Linked DNA regions of Triticum aestivum: region 2 is linked to region 1. A link is a contact called in public Hi-C data. All regions are on one chromosome and are shown on one strand. Each heading gives the region's core, a stretch centred on a gene start, on an enhancer-like site or on the middle of the called end of the contact. The rest is flanking DNA. Distances are from core to core; before and after follow the strand shown.

Evidence for each region. A called contact is a pair of places that touch in the nucleus more often than the background predicts.
Region 2: a Hi-C map of leaf shows a contact between it and region 1, with 7 times the contacts expected there. The contact joins the promoter of LOC123119040 here to the promoter of LOC123124847 in region 1. A contact is called at or near these places in 2 of 5 Hi-C or Micro-C datasets (both in leaf).

The regions. Positions count from the first base shown.
Region 1 is chr5D:3,837,267-3,843,541 of IWGSC CS RefSeq v2.1, forward strand. It overlaps LOC123124847, which reads left to right and starts at 2,872. Exons shown (of 3, transcript XM_044545397.1): 1 at 2,872-3,060; 2 at 3,062-3,166; 3 at 3,601-3,852. The coding sequence starts at 2,872. The coding sequence ends at 3,852.
Region 2 is chr5D:4,136,036-4,142,310 of IWGSC CS RefSeq v2.1, forward strand. LOC123119040 reads left to right here and starts at 3,903. Exons shown (of 16, transcript XM_044538688.1): 1 at 3,903-4,092; 2 at 4,159-4,284; 3 at 4,387-4,446; 4 at 4,750-4,863; 5 at 4,962-5,049; 6 at 5,148-5,293; 7 at 5,371-5,472; 8 at 5,568-5,639; 9 at 5,711-5,810; 10 at 6,115-6,197. The coding sequence starts at 3,943.

The DNA of each region.
Region 1 (6,275 bases), core at 1,622-4,121:
GCTTTAGTAACGACCCTTTAGTCCCGGTTCGAAAACCGGGACAAAAGACCCTTACAAACCGGGGTAAAAGCCCCTTTTCCTACTAGTGAGGGAAAGAGCTTTCTAACGGTTCTGCCACCTTGCATGGTCCCTAATGAGCCAATGGGAGAAGGACAATAGTTCAAAATAAAAGAATGAGCGTACGAAAACACATAGAGCTTCTCAATACACGAGGGGCATTCCACTCATTTCTTGGGTTCTGCATGGCTCATATTTTTGAAGCCAGGCGCAACCACGTGCTGATCCGGTTGAGTGAGAGTAGGACAATGTTCAAAAAATGTTAAATGTGTATAGAAAAAATGTTTTCCATGAATACAAATCATGTATACAAACAATATACAATGTGTATGAAAAAATGTTGATCACATATTTCAAAAATCTTAATCAAGCATTTGAAAAATGTTAATCAAGAATTTGAAAAACGTTATGTGTGTATAGTAAAAAATGGTTTCCATGTATACGCATAATGTATACAAAACATATACAATGTGTATGAGAAAATGTTGATCATGTATTTAAAAAATGTTAAACATGCATAAAAACTATTCCTGATGTATATGAAAAATGTACAACATACATTAAATAAATTAACATAAAAACACATATATTTTTAAAATTTTAATTCTGTATTTAGAAACTGTTCACCATGTATTTGTAAACTGTTGACCATGTATTCATAAAACTGTTCAAAAAAAATATTTGAAGGAAAAATGTACATCATGTTTTAAAAAATGTTCAACGTGTGTCAACAAAAACATTTCACATGTACACTAAAAATATATTTTGCATAGCGAGAAAAGTAGTCCTGTGTTGAATAAAAAATAATTGATGAAAACCGACAAAGAAACAAAGAAGAAAATAAGAGAATAAAAAAGGAAAATAAAAACAGAAGAAAACCAATGCAAAAAGAGAGGAAATGGTGAAAACCGACAATGAAACAAAGAGAGAAAAAACAAAAAAGAAGCAAAGAAAACAAACCCAAAACCAATGCCATCATGAAAACGATGAACACTGAGAAAGAAAAAATAAAGAAAACCAATGAAAACGAGCAAGAAACAAACAAAACCAAAGAAAAAATAAAGACAAAAGGAAGGAAAAAAGCTAGCAAAAACCAAGAAATACAGAATGAAATACAGAGAAAATAGAAACAAAAAATAATAAACTTTGAGAGAGAAACAAAGAAAACCAGTGAGAAGAAATGGAAAAGAATTTAAAAACCCTAAAAACCGATGAAGAAAATAAGGAAAATCATCAGAAAGAAAACAACAGAAAATAACCGATATAACCAGATAGTCGGGCGACGACCCAACGGTATAACAACTACATGCAAAAAAAAAAAACCAACACGACTATGACGATTGAACGAACACAGCAAGCAACTACTGAGGCAAAGTGGACAAGCTACCCATACAAAGTTGCCATGCATGGCTTTATAAAATAAAACACAAATTTGCCTTTTTTATACATAGTCGATTTTTAGCCATGAGCCACGAGTTTGTGTGTTTTGATAAAAAAAGGGGGAAAGGAAAATCATGCGCTACTATTGAACTAGATGGTGTTGTATGCAGAAATAGCAAAGTTCTTGCATTTATATTTGCAAAGGATTTTATTATTATTTTTATCACACATATAACAAGTTATTTTACCAACTCGGTACATTAATCATGTAGACCTTTGATCATTGGGCTGTGTGGGCTTGCAGAGCTATGCATTTTTTATCACATTCTAGGGCAACAGCCCAACACACCTCATTGTCTCGCTTCACGCGCGAGATCCAGGGAACCCTTGCCAGGCATGAGATGGGCCGGCCTAGGCGCGCGAGAGGACACAACCTCATTTTTTTGCAAGTTTTTTATGTTTGTTTGTTTGTTTCTTTTTTTAATTTGGTTTATACTTCCCAATATTGTAAATAAATATATTACCAAAACCACTTTACCTAAAACATTTGAAAAAATGTTATCCAAGCATTTGAAAATGTTAAATGTGTATAGAGAAAATCTTTCTCATGTATACAAAACAAATATAATGTGTATGAAAAGATTTGTTTATACCTCCATATATTCTAAAGTTATATATTACAAAAACACTTTTACATAAAACATTTGGAAAATGCTAATCAAGCATCCGAAAAATGTTAAATGTGTATAGAAAAAATGTTTCTCATGTATATGGAAAATGTATACAAAAAATATACAATGTGTATGAAAAAGTTGACCATGTATTTAAAAATGTAATCAAGTTGTGAAAAATATTAATGAAGCATTTGAAAAATACTCTCATGTATATGAATAATGTATACTCAAAATAAACAATATGTATGAAATTTTTTGATCATATATTTCAAAACTATTAATCAAGCATTCGAAAAATGTTAAATGTGTATAGGAAACATGTTTCTGATGAATACGAATAATACATACAAACAATATACAATGTGTATAGAAAATGTTGATCATGTATTTCAAAAACTTTAATCAAGCATTTGAAAAATGTAAATCAAGCATTTCAATTTGTTTACTCAAGTACTTCAAAAATGTAAATCAAGAATTCGAAAAATGTAAGTGTGTATAGTAAAAAATGTTTTCCATGTATACGAATAATGTATACAAAAAAAATACAATCTGTATGAAAGAAATGTTGATCATGTATTTAAAAAATATTAAGCGACATTAAATAACTATTCCTGATGTATACGAAAAAAATATTGACCATCATCCAGCTACAGCTTCAGCACTGTGCGTACTACTGCAAACAATCATTGCAAGGCTGGCCCTGCTTCTTCTTCATCTACGTAGAGGCGGCCGGGCTGCGAGGTGCTCCTACGTAGCAGCCATGGCGGCGGCGAAGCCCGGTAGTAGCCATAGCGACATCGACATGGCGGAGCTGGACCGGGTGCTGCACGCGGTGGGCTTCCAGATCGAGACCGTCTCCCCCGCGCTGCTCGCCGGCAGGCTCCCCGTCACCGAGTGCTGCTGCCAGCCACTCAAGGTGCTGCTATGAAAGATGTGGGAGGTGAAGCTATATATGGAAGATGGACCCGTCGCCGGAGATGAAGAAGGGGCCGCAGATCGCCGAGGCGAAGGTGACGCTGCTCTGCAACCTGCCCGTGCCGGACAACCTACACCACGCCGCCATGGTCCGCCATGACCGAAGTCGACGCGATTTTCATCGGCAGTCGCGCCACCAGGCCGTGCACCGCCGGCGTCGCTGGTCCCTTGAACCTGAGCAAACTCCAAAAATGATGCCCTCAAGAGGGACTACGACGCTAAAGCACTGCCATCGCTCGATCGCAATGAGATCTAGGGTTTCCCCCGGTGTTGCCCGTGGTGTCAAGGACCCAGACAAGGGCGTCTCCGCCCAGTTGCCGGCGCGGCGCACCCGCCATCGCGCCGTCCGCAACCCGGCGACCATGGCCGGTAGCTAGCCACCGGGCCTCACGAACACGTCCAACAACCGACGGAGCCGCGCCGCCGCACCCTATTCCGCCGCTGCACGCACGTAGCAGGAGCACCGGGCCGACGGCATCCGCCCGCAACCACCGCCGTCCCCTCCACCTCAGAGCTCGGCGACGTGTGCCGGGGCAGCGCCGCGCCGTCGGCTACCACCCGATCCCCCAGTTCGAGAGGTGGCGATGCCCTAGGAGCCGCGGCCCGCCGCCGCCAGATCCGAGCGGGCTTTGCCCGGGGATGCGTTAGGCGGCGGCGGATGGGTGAACGCTGGGAGGAGGCCTTGCGCCGGGGGGTGAGACGCCCCGCCCGAGTCGCCCTGGAGGAGGACGACGCGGGGGGTGAGATGCGATCTGAGAGGGATTAAAATATAGTGGTTATACTACTCATGAGTAAGTGATCTAATCCAATAATGCATGTCATACTACTCGTGAGTAAGCGATCAAATCCAAAAATACCGGTGAAACTACTCGTGAGTAGAGAGTTAACCACAAGCGAGTATGTTGCGCGACTGTCAATGCGGAATGGACAAGCTAACCAAACAAGAACGTCATATATGACTTTAGCAAAAAGGCATTTGCCTAGGGCTCTCATCACATATCTTGGCGCCGCTGTGGTGACAAGCTACCCATGTGTCATACCACTCATGAGTAAGCGATCGGATCATCACAACGAAGGTAAGCAATCGAATCCAAACATACTGGTGAAACTACTCGTGAGTAAAGAGTTAACCACATGCGAGTATCTTGGCGTGACTATCAATGCAAAATGGACATTCGAAACAAACAAGGATGTCATATATGTGTTTGTGAAAATGCATCTGTCTAGTGCTCCCGTCATATATCTTGCCACGATTATCGAGTCGGAGTGGACAACCTACCCACGTTGTAGTACTCGTGAGTAAAGTGATCAAATCTGAACATACCAGTTGTACAACTCGTGAGTAAAGAGTTAACCACAAACGAGTATATTGATGCGACTACTGAGGAAAAGTGGACAAACCAGCCAAATAAAATTGCCATGTATGGCTTTATAATTTAAAAAACACATTTGCCTGTTTTTATAAACAATCGATTATTTAGCCATGAGCCGCAAGTTTGTGTGTTTTGAGAAAAAAGGGGAAAGGAGAAGCATGCGCTACTATCGAACTGGATGGTGTTCTATGTACAAATAGCAAAGATCTCACATTTATATTTTCATAGGATTTTATTACCTATTTTTTCACACATATAATGGGTTTTGTACCAACTCGGCACATTAAGCTATTTAGACCTTAGATCATTGGGCTATGTGGGTTTACAAAGCTATGCGCTTTTTTTACCGCATCCCAGGCGAAGCCCCACATTACTGGGCGCCTCTATGTCTCGCTTCACGCGAGACGGAGGGAAGCCTCGCCCGAAGGGAGGCACGAGATGGGCCGCCCTAAGGCGCATGAGAGGACACAACCGCGTTTTTTTGTTTTATTTTTCACATTATTTTTGTCTTTTGCTTATAGTTCCAAATATTCCAAATAAATATATTAGCAAAAACATTTAACATAAAACGTTTAAAAAAATGTTATCCAAGCATTTGAAAATGTTAAATGTGTATAGAGAAAATATTTCCCATGTATACAAAAATAATAGTGTGTATGACAAAAGTTGATCATGTATTTTTTTTAAATCTAACATTTCAAAAATGTAAACAAGTACTTAAGAATATTAATCAAGCATCTGAAAAATATTAAATGTCTATAGAAACATGCTGGCAATTTATTCAAATAATGTTAAACAAGTATTCAAATATGTTAATAAAGCATTTGAAAAAAAATGTGTATAGAAAAAAGGTTAAGCATGTATTAAAAAATGTTAAACGTGTATAGAGAAAACGTTTCTCATGTATACGAAATAATAATGTGTATGACAAAAGTTGTATTTTTAACAAATTAATCAAAAAATTGAAAAATGTTAAACAAGTACTTAAAAATGTTAATCAAGCATTTCAAAAATGTTAACTGGGTATGGAAACATGCTGAGAATTTATTCAAATAATGTTAAACAATTATTTGAAAATGTTAATCAAGCATTTGGAGAAGAAAATGTGTATAGAAAAAAGGTTGACCATGTATTCAAAAAATGTTAATTGTTTATTTGAAAATTGTTAATCAAGCATTTGGTAACGTTAAATATGTATTACAAAATGTTAATATTGTATTTGAAAATTTTAGTTGAGCTATTGAAAAATGTTAAAAATGTGAATCAATAAAAATGTTGACCATGTATTAAAAAATGTTAACCTTGTATTGCAACAATGTTAAAATGTATTAGATATATACCAAAAATGTACAATGTATATGGAAAAAATTTGAAGCAGAAAAATATAAGTTTTAAAAAAATGTAATCATGTATCTTAAAATCTTAAGCATGTATATAAAATGTTTATGAAGTATACAAAAAATATTGAGTGTGTACCAAAAAAAGAAACCAATGAAAATCAACAATGAAACTAGGAAAAACAAAGAAATGCAATAAAACTCCAAAGGAAAAGGAGCAAAGAAAACCAAAAAACGAAAATGAAATCGAAGAAAATCAATGCAAATGAATGGGAACAGAGAAAGCCGAGAAAGAAGCAAGAAGAAAACAGGTGAAAACGAAGAAAGAAACAAAAGATTAACTATGAAAGCAAGAGAAGCAAAAAAAACCCAGTGAAAACAGAGAAAGAAACAAATAAAAATGAAGAAAGAAAAGAAAAAAATAAAGAACCAGATGAAGAAACATATTAAACCCCAAAAAATACACCAAACATTTAGAT
Region 2 (6,275 bases), core at 2,653-5,152, 300 kb after region 1:
CATTGTTTTTAATCCAATTTGTTTTATGATTTATGGAATATTTTTTCATAAATTCAGAAAAAAAAATCAAAACTTGGATTTTTTTTGGAAATCCAGAATTATTTTAAATAAGAAAATATAAGAACAAAAAAGAGAAACAAATAGCCAAAAAAACCGGAATAAAGAACAAAGGCCGTCTAGACTCCATCATGTGCCAGCCCAATAGGGTGCGTTGGCTGTTAGGTGTTCACGGTTTCTAAAAGAGAAAAGGAAAGGGGAAGGGAGCTAGGTGGGATTGAACCTGGGTTTCTTGCTCTAGCCAGTGCACTACCTGCCAAATTGTGATATCTAAGAAGACTGTGTGTAAATGAATCAACTGAAAGCGCCTTCACGAGGATAAAAGGGTTGTTTTTTTCTCTCACTTACAGATGCATGGTGGGTAATTTATGCCAACTTTAGGGGTAATTTTGGTGACATACCGCCAGAACCAATAAATCTTTTATTATTAGGGAAAGATAAACTAGACATGATGATTTTTCCTAAAAAAAGAGGAAATTATTCAGGTGTGGTGTAGAACATCTGTCTCCACTTTTACATCCAAGTCCACAAGAATATCCGCCTGAGCTACGCTTGCTCGGTTGTTGTCGCCACCTAAGGAGAGGACAAAGATGACGAGAGCAGCAACTATGTCGTCCACACACACACACACACACTTGTAGAAGGAAAGTTCTCGCTAATGTCACCGCGGTATGAGCATAAGACAGGATATGGGAGAAGATCGGTGGGGGCCACACTTCGATGTGTGCCCACCGTCGGGTTAGCATTACTAGTGAAAACTGATGATCCACACTCAAGACAAGGCTGGACATTTTTTTTTGATGCACGTAGAATGTGTTTTAAATGCATGATGACCTTTTTTTAGAGTACATGTTAAATGTTTTTTAAATACACGTTGACCATTTTTTTCTAAATGGTATGAAACATTTTCTTAAAAAGTTCTGCAAGACATTTTTTACATTTTATAAACATTTTCTAAAATTTATCATGAACTTTTTTGAAACATGTGTACATTAATTTGAATGGTAGGATTTTTTTATATTTCATAAACATTAAAAAGAATACAACGCGTGGTGGGTCACATTATCAATTTTTCTTTTGGGACAAAATACCATGCGTTGCCCGCTTGTTTCTCTTTGAAGACCCATTTAGGTGATGGTTCCGTGATGGTTTTGTAGGGACATTTGCAAGATGATCACCTCTTTAGGAGAAATTTGGAGGATGAAATGAGTTGCGACAAAGGGCCCAATATATTAGTACTCCTAAGCAACTAATTCACAAACTTATTGATAGAACACGAGAACTGATAATAATCAAGAAAAGTTGCAGCAAGACCCTCTAGGGTTATCATCTCCAGCTCCGCTTTTTGCATCTCAATGCTCCTCCAAAACTCTAGGGGATAGAGTGAAATGGCTTTTTAGTGTGACGTTGCATCCACCGTTGAGCCTCCTAACATCGAAAAACCTTCTTTTTTGCACTCCACAAAGTCACTTGAAATGGAATATTTACTAGAAGAACACCCGTGCGTTGTAACGGGGCCACATTAACTTTAAAAGTTCAATATCAATTATGTTAATATTACATTTAATATTCTCATACATATTAAGTGACATTGACGACCTTTTTTACCATTAAATTCTCACACACACACCCTCTCCCTCCCTCTTCCTCACTCTCTCTCCCCCTCTCCCTCACTCGGGAGGTGGGACAAAAATAAATCCGGAACGGAGACTACCAACTGAGACATTAGGAGTAGAGATCATTTAGTTGATAAGAATAAATAGAAAACGGTGTTAAAAAGGAGAAACATATTAGAATACATTGAAAAACCAAAAGGACGATGTAAAAGGGGATTCGCCCTGCCCCCCGGGCCTTGCCACCGAACCGGCTCAGCGGTCCAGTCCCCGTGCGGTCGTCTTCTCCTGTTCCCCGAGCCGCGTCGCTACAGAGCCGGGCTCCCGCCCGACCACCTCGCTGGCATCGAAGGGGAATGGCCTCACTCCTCCTCGACGCCCCCTCCCAAATCCACTTCTCCTCCTCGCTCGCTCGATCCCGTCGATCTGGACAAAGTCAGACGCCACGGCCACCATGACCGACCCTGTCCACATGACCACTGCCCTCCCTGCGGGCTAGGAGCTTGTCGAGGAGCTCCGAACGCCTTCGCTACTTCGTCTGCGCCAACGAGATCAAGTCTAGCACCCCCGCATCGACGTCATTGCCGTCTTCCTCAACCTTGGCTCACCGCGACATTGCCGTTTGATCCGCGCCGCCCCGAGCTCCCATGTCTTCCCCTAGGGCGCCATTGACACCGCCATGATCTCCTCTTGCCTTTCCCCTGTTTTCCCTCTCGTTTGCTCTCGTTAGGTATTTCGCCATGGCCAAGAACCGCCGTCCGCCATGGCCATTGCAGGGGTAGCCACCGAGCTCCTCGGATTGACCCCGTGGCACATGCCCGCTCCTATGCACGCCCATGCCCGAGCCTACCGCTCTTCTTCCGCGCCCGCGGGGCCACTCCCTCTCCATGCCACGCCTGTGCTACACCGCGTCGGTCGCGCCCGCCGCTGCCGTCGCGCTCGCCGCTGCCACGGCACCACTGTGCCCCGTGCGACACACACCCTGGCCGCGCGCCACACTCTCGCTGGCTGCGCTCGCCTCGTCTGTTGCCGCCTATCCCTTTGCTCGCCCCGCTGTCGCGCCCCTGCCTCGCGCCGCCTCCAGTCGTGGCCATCTTCTGCCGGCCGCCCCCTCAGCCACGCCGGCCGCATCTCTTCCCTCCACCGCCGGTCGCTCGCCTCGCCTGCTGCGTGTTGCTTCCTGCTGCTATGCGCTGCTCTACCGCTGGTACGCTGCTGCGCCATGCCCTCGACACCGCCGTGGACAAATGTGGCGGAGGGATTGTTAATGGAGTACGAGAAGGAGGTGGCGGAGAAGGTGTGGAGAGGCAGGAGGTCTGGGGCGGTGTCACCTGGCTTTGGTGGAGGTGTTTATGCGAGAAGGAGCCGGAGTGGAAGGAGAGGTCACAATTGGAAAGAATCGCAAAAAAAAATCATAACCCGGAGATCTCAGTTCAAAAAAATGCTAATATATATCGATGGAGGGGTGATTTTCTTCAATAGGTGGAAAACATAGAAAATATTGGTTGTTATCAAGGAAAGGTAAAAATTTAGGAAAGTTAGGATTTTTGAGCTGATTTCTATGCAAATGGGGTTTTATTGTTTGGTAACGTGATATCAGTACCTGCCCGTTTGTGACGTGTCTGATTAGGAAAGTTTGCAAATGTTAAGAAACTATTTATTGGGAGAAAAGTTGTGACGTGTCTGTTATTTGTTTCCTAAAACAAATTTCACTAATAAGAGAAATCGATTGATTTAGATAAGTTAGGAAAGTTAGATTAAAATGTATTATTTGTTTCTTGAAATCTAAGACAAATTGAATCAATAAAAGGAATCGATTGATTTGCATAATTTAAGGAAGTTAGATTAAAATGTATTATTTGTTTCCTGAGACAAATTGAACCAATAAAAGGAATCGATTGATTTGCATAATTTAAGAAAGTTAGATCCGTGATTTATTATACGTTAGGAAAGTTCTGGTTGTAATAAAGAGTGAAGAGAAAAATAAACCGATGGATCGGGGTGGGAGGGGGTGGTGGGAGGAGAGACAAAAAAACCCAGCTAAAATAAACCGCGGACCAGGGTGGGAGGGGGTGGTGGGAGGAGAGACGAAAAAAAACCAGCGAAAATAAACCGCGGAGACGATTCACCAACTCGTCATTAGGAGTAGAGAGATTAGTGAATTTGGGCTCCAGCCCACTAAACCCGGCCCACACTATAGCATGCCCAGGCCCATGGGTCTACACTATCCAGTCCACCTTGCTTCCAGCCTTCCACCGAATTCATCGACGAAATGCCGCCGCAGTGGCCGTGGCTCCAGCCCGCCGCCGCCGCCGCCGCCGCTCGCCGCGCCACCCCCTTCGTCTTGCGCGGGAGACGCTGCTCCTCCTCCGTCCCCGCCTCCGTCTGCGCCTCGGCGCCCTCCGGCCACGCCCGCGAGCAGGTAACTAGCCCAGCTCAGCCGCCGGCCTGCCGCCGCCCCTAGCTCCTGACTCTGTTCGCCATGCAGGAGGATGAGCAGTCGCTGGTTGTGGTGGGCGGCGGCGCCGCCGGGGTGTACGCGTCGATAAGGGCCAAGACGCTGGCTCCCCACCTCAACGTGGTGGTCATAGAGAAAGGGAAGTTCTTGTCCAAGGTACCATGCCAATGCCAATGTCTTATTTCCATTGGACTGGAAAAAGGCTACCGCTATGGTGTTCCTTAAGTATGTATGAATTGTTGGAATGGATGGCTGCAGGTCAAGATCTCCGGCGGCGGGCGGTGCAATGTCACCAACGGGCACCATCTCGAGCCGTCGGTACGCGCACTTTGCAGACTCTACTGCATCCATTGCTTTTCATAGTCCATATTAGTGCTGTGGATTTGTAATTGTCCAAGGTACCATGCCAATGTATGCAGCTGTCTGTGTTCTAGCCATTGTGTTGTGTCAGTCAGTTAGTTTGCTGCCCATTCACTGGCTGAATGAGATGGTGGCAATGTGTGCACCATTTCGATCAGCAACCATAAAAAATGATTTTTACCACTACTATTTTTCAGTCAATTGTTACATGTGCTCTTTAAGCTTGTGATTGTCATTTATCAAATACTATTCAATTCTCAGGGACTGGTGAGAAATTATCCTAGGGGGTACAAAGAACTCCGGGGATCCTTCTTTCGCACCCATGGGCCACAGGATACCATGCACTGGTTTTCAGATCATGGTGTGGAGCTTAAGGTAGCTTAGTTCACACCACATTTACTTCAGGATCTTGCTTGTGCATTGACTGAAGCCAGTTTACTTATCTATGTCTACTGTTTTGATTGTCATGTTAGACCGAAGAGGACGGTAGAGTCTTTCCTGTCACTGACAACTCTGCTTCGGTAGTAGACTGCCTGCTGAATGAGGCGAGAAGACTGGGAGGTAGCTAATGCTATTTGACTCTGCTGTCCGTTCCGTTATCATCCACACACCCTTCATCACGAAGAAACAATTTCTGGAATTGAGTTCTTTTTTTGAAGTTTCCCTGCAGGCTGGTAAATCCGTGTCCGGTGCATCTGTCGACGCCAACGGCAAGTTTGTTGTCAAAGTTGAGAAGCGTACTATTGATTTTGTAGATTACATCAGCGCTAATTATGTCTTAGTTGCTACAGGCAGCAGCCAACAGGTATCTGAACACTAAATAGGTGCTTACTCTACTAGACACCATAAACTCTTTCCCTTACATATTTCTCTTACTTGCAGGGCTACTCATTTGCTGCGCAACACGGTCACTCTATTATTCCACCTGTGCCCAGCCTATTCACATTCAAAATTGCAGACAAGCGACTGGCTGATCTATCCGGGGTATTGATCCGTAACTGCTATTGCAAATCTCATACTCACAAGTGGTGACTCACTGCACGCAAAAATGATTCCCCTCCTTTTCTCCTGCCACGTAGGTTTCGTTCACAAGGGTCGCAGCAAAACTGATGCTAGATGGCATTCAGAAAAGCGCTCCTGAATTAACTCAGGTGAGCCGGACACCTTCAGCAATAGGCTCCGTCATAGATGTTTGCTTACATCAATTGTTTGGCCATTGCAGACTGGACCTATGTTGGTTACACATTGGGGGCTTAGTGGCCCTGTTGTTCTTCGATTGTCTGCATGGGGAGCACGTGAACTATATCAGGACAAGTACCAAGGTGAGGCCCGAAGAAATTGTACACGAGTGGCACTACATTTTTAATACGGAACATAGCTGGATCTAGTGTTTTATTTCTTCAGCTTGTGCATTTTGTGTTCCATCAATCACATGAAACTTTCCATTACAATAGTATTTTAAAACAGCATGTAAGATCTACTCCCTCTGTCCCACAATACAAGACGTTTTTGCAAGCTAAAACATAGCTTGCAAAAACGTCCTGTATTGTGGAACGGAGGGAGTAAAAGATATTGTCGAACTCATCCACTTCTCTTGTTGGAATATGTATATTTCTTTCAACACAGCAAAGCTTGTGGTTGACTTCATACCGGACATTCACATCGAGGACGTGAAGCGGATCCTATTCCAGCACAAAGACCAACATGCGGTTCTGATCTTTCCCTGTCCTTCGTTAATGTCTTCATCTGAGAGTCTGAGTTCTTTTTAGAAATAGAGAATCCGAGTT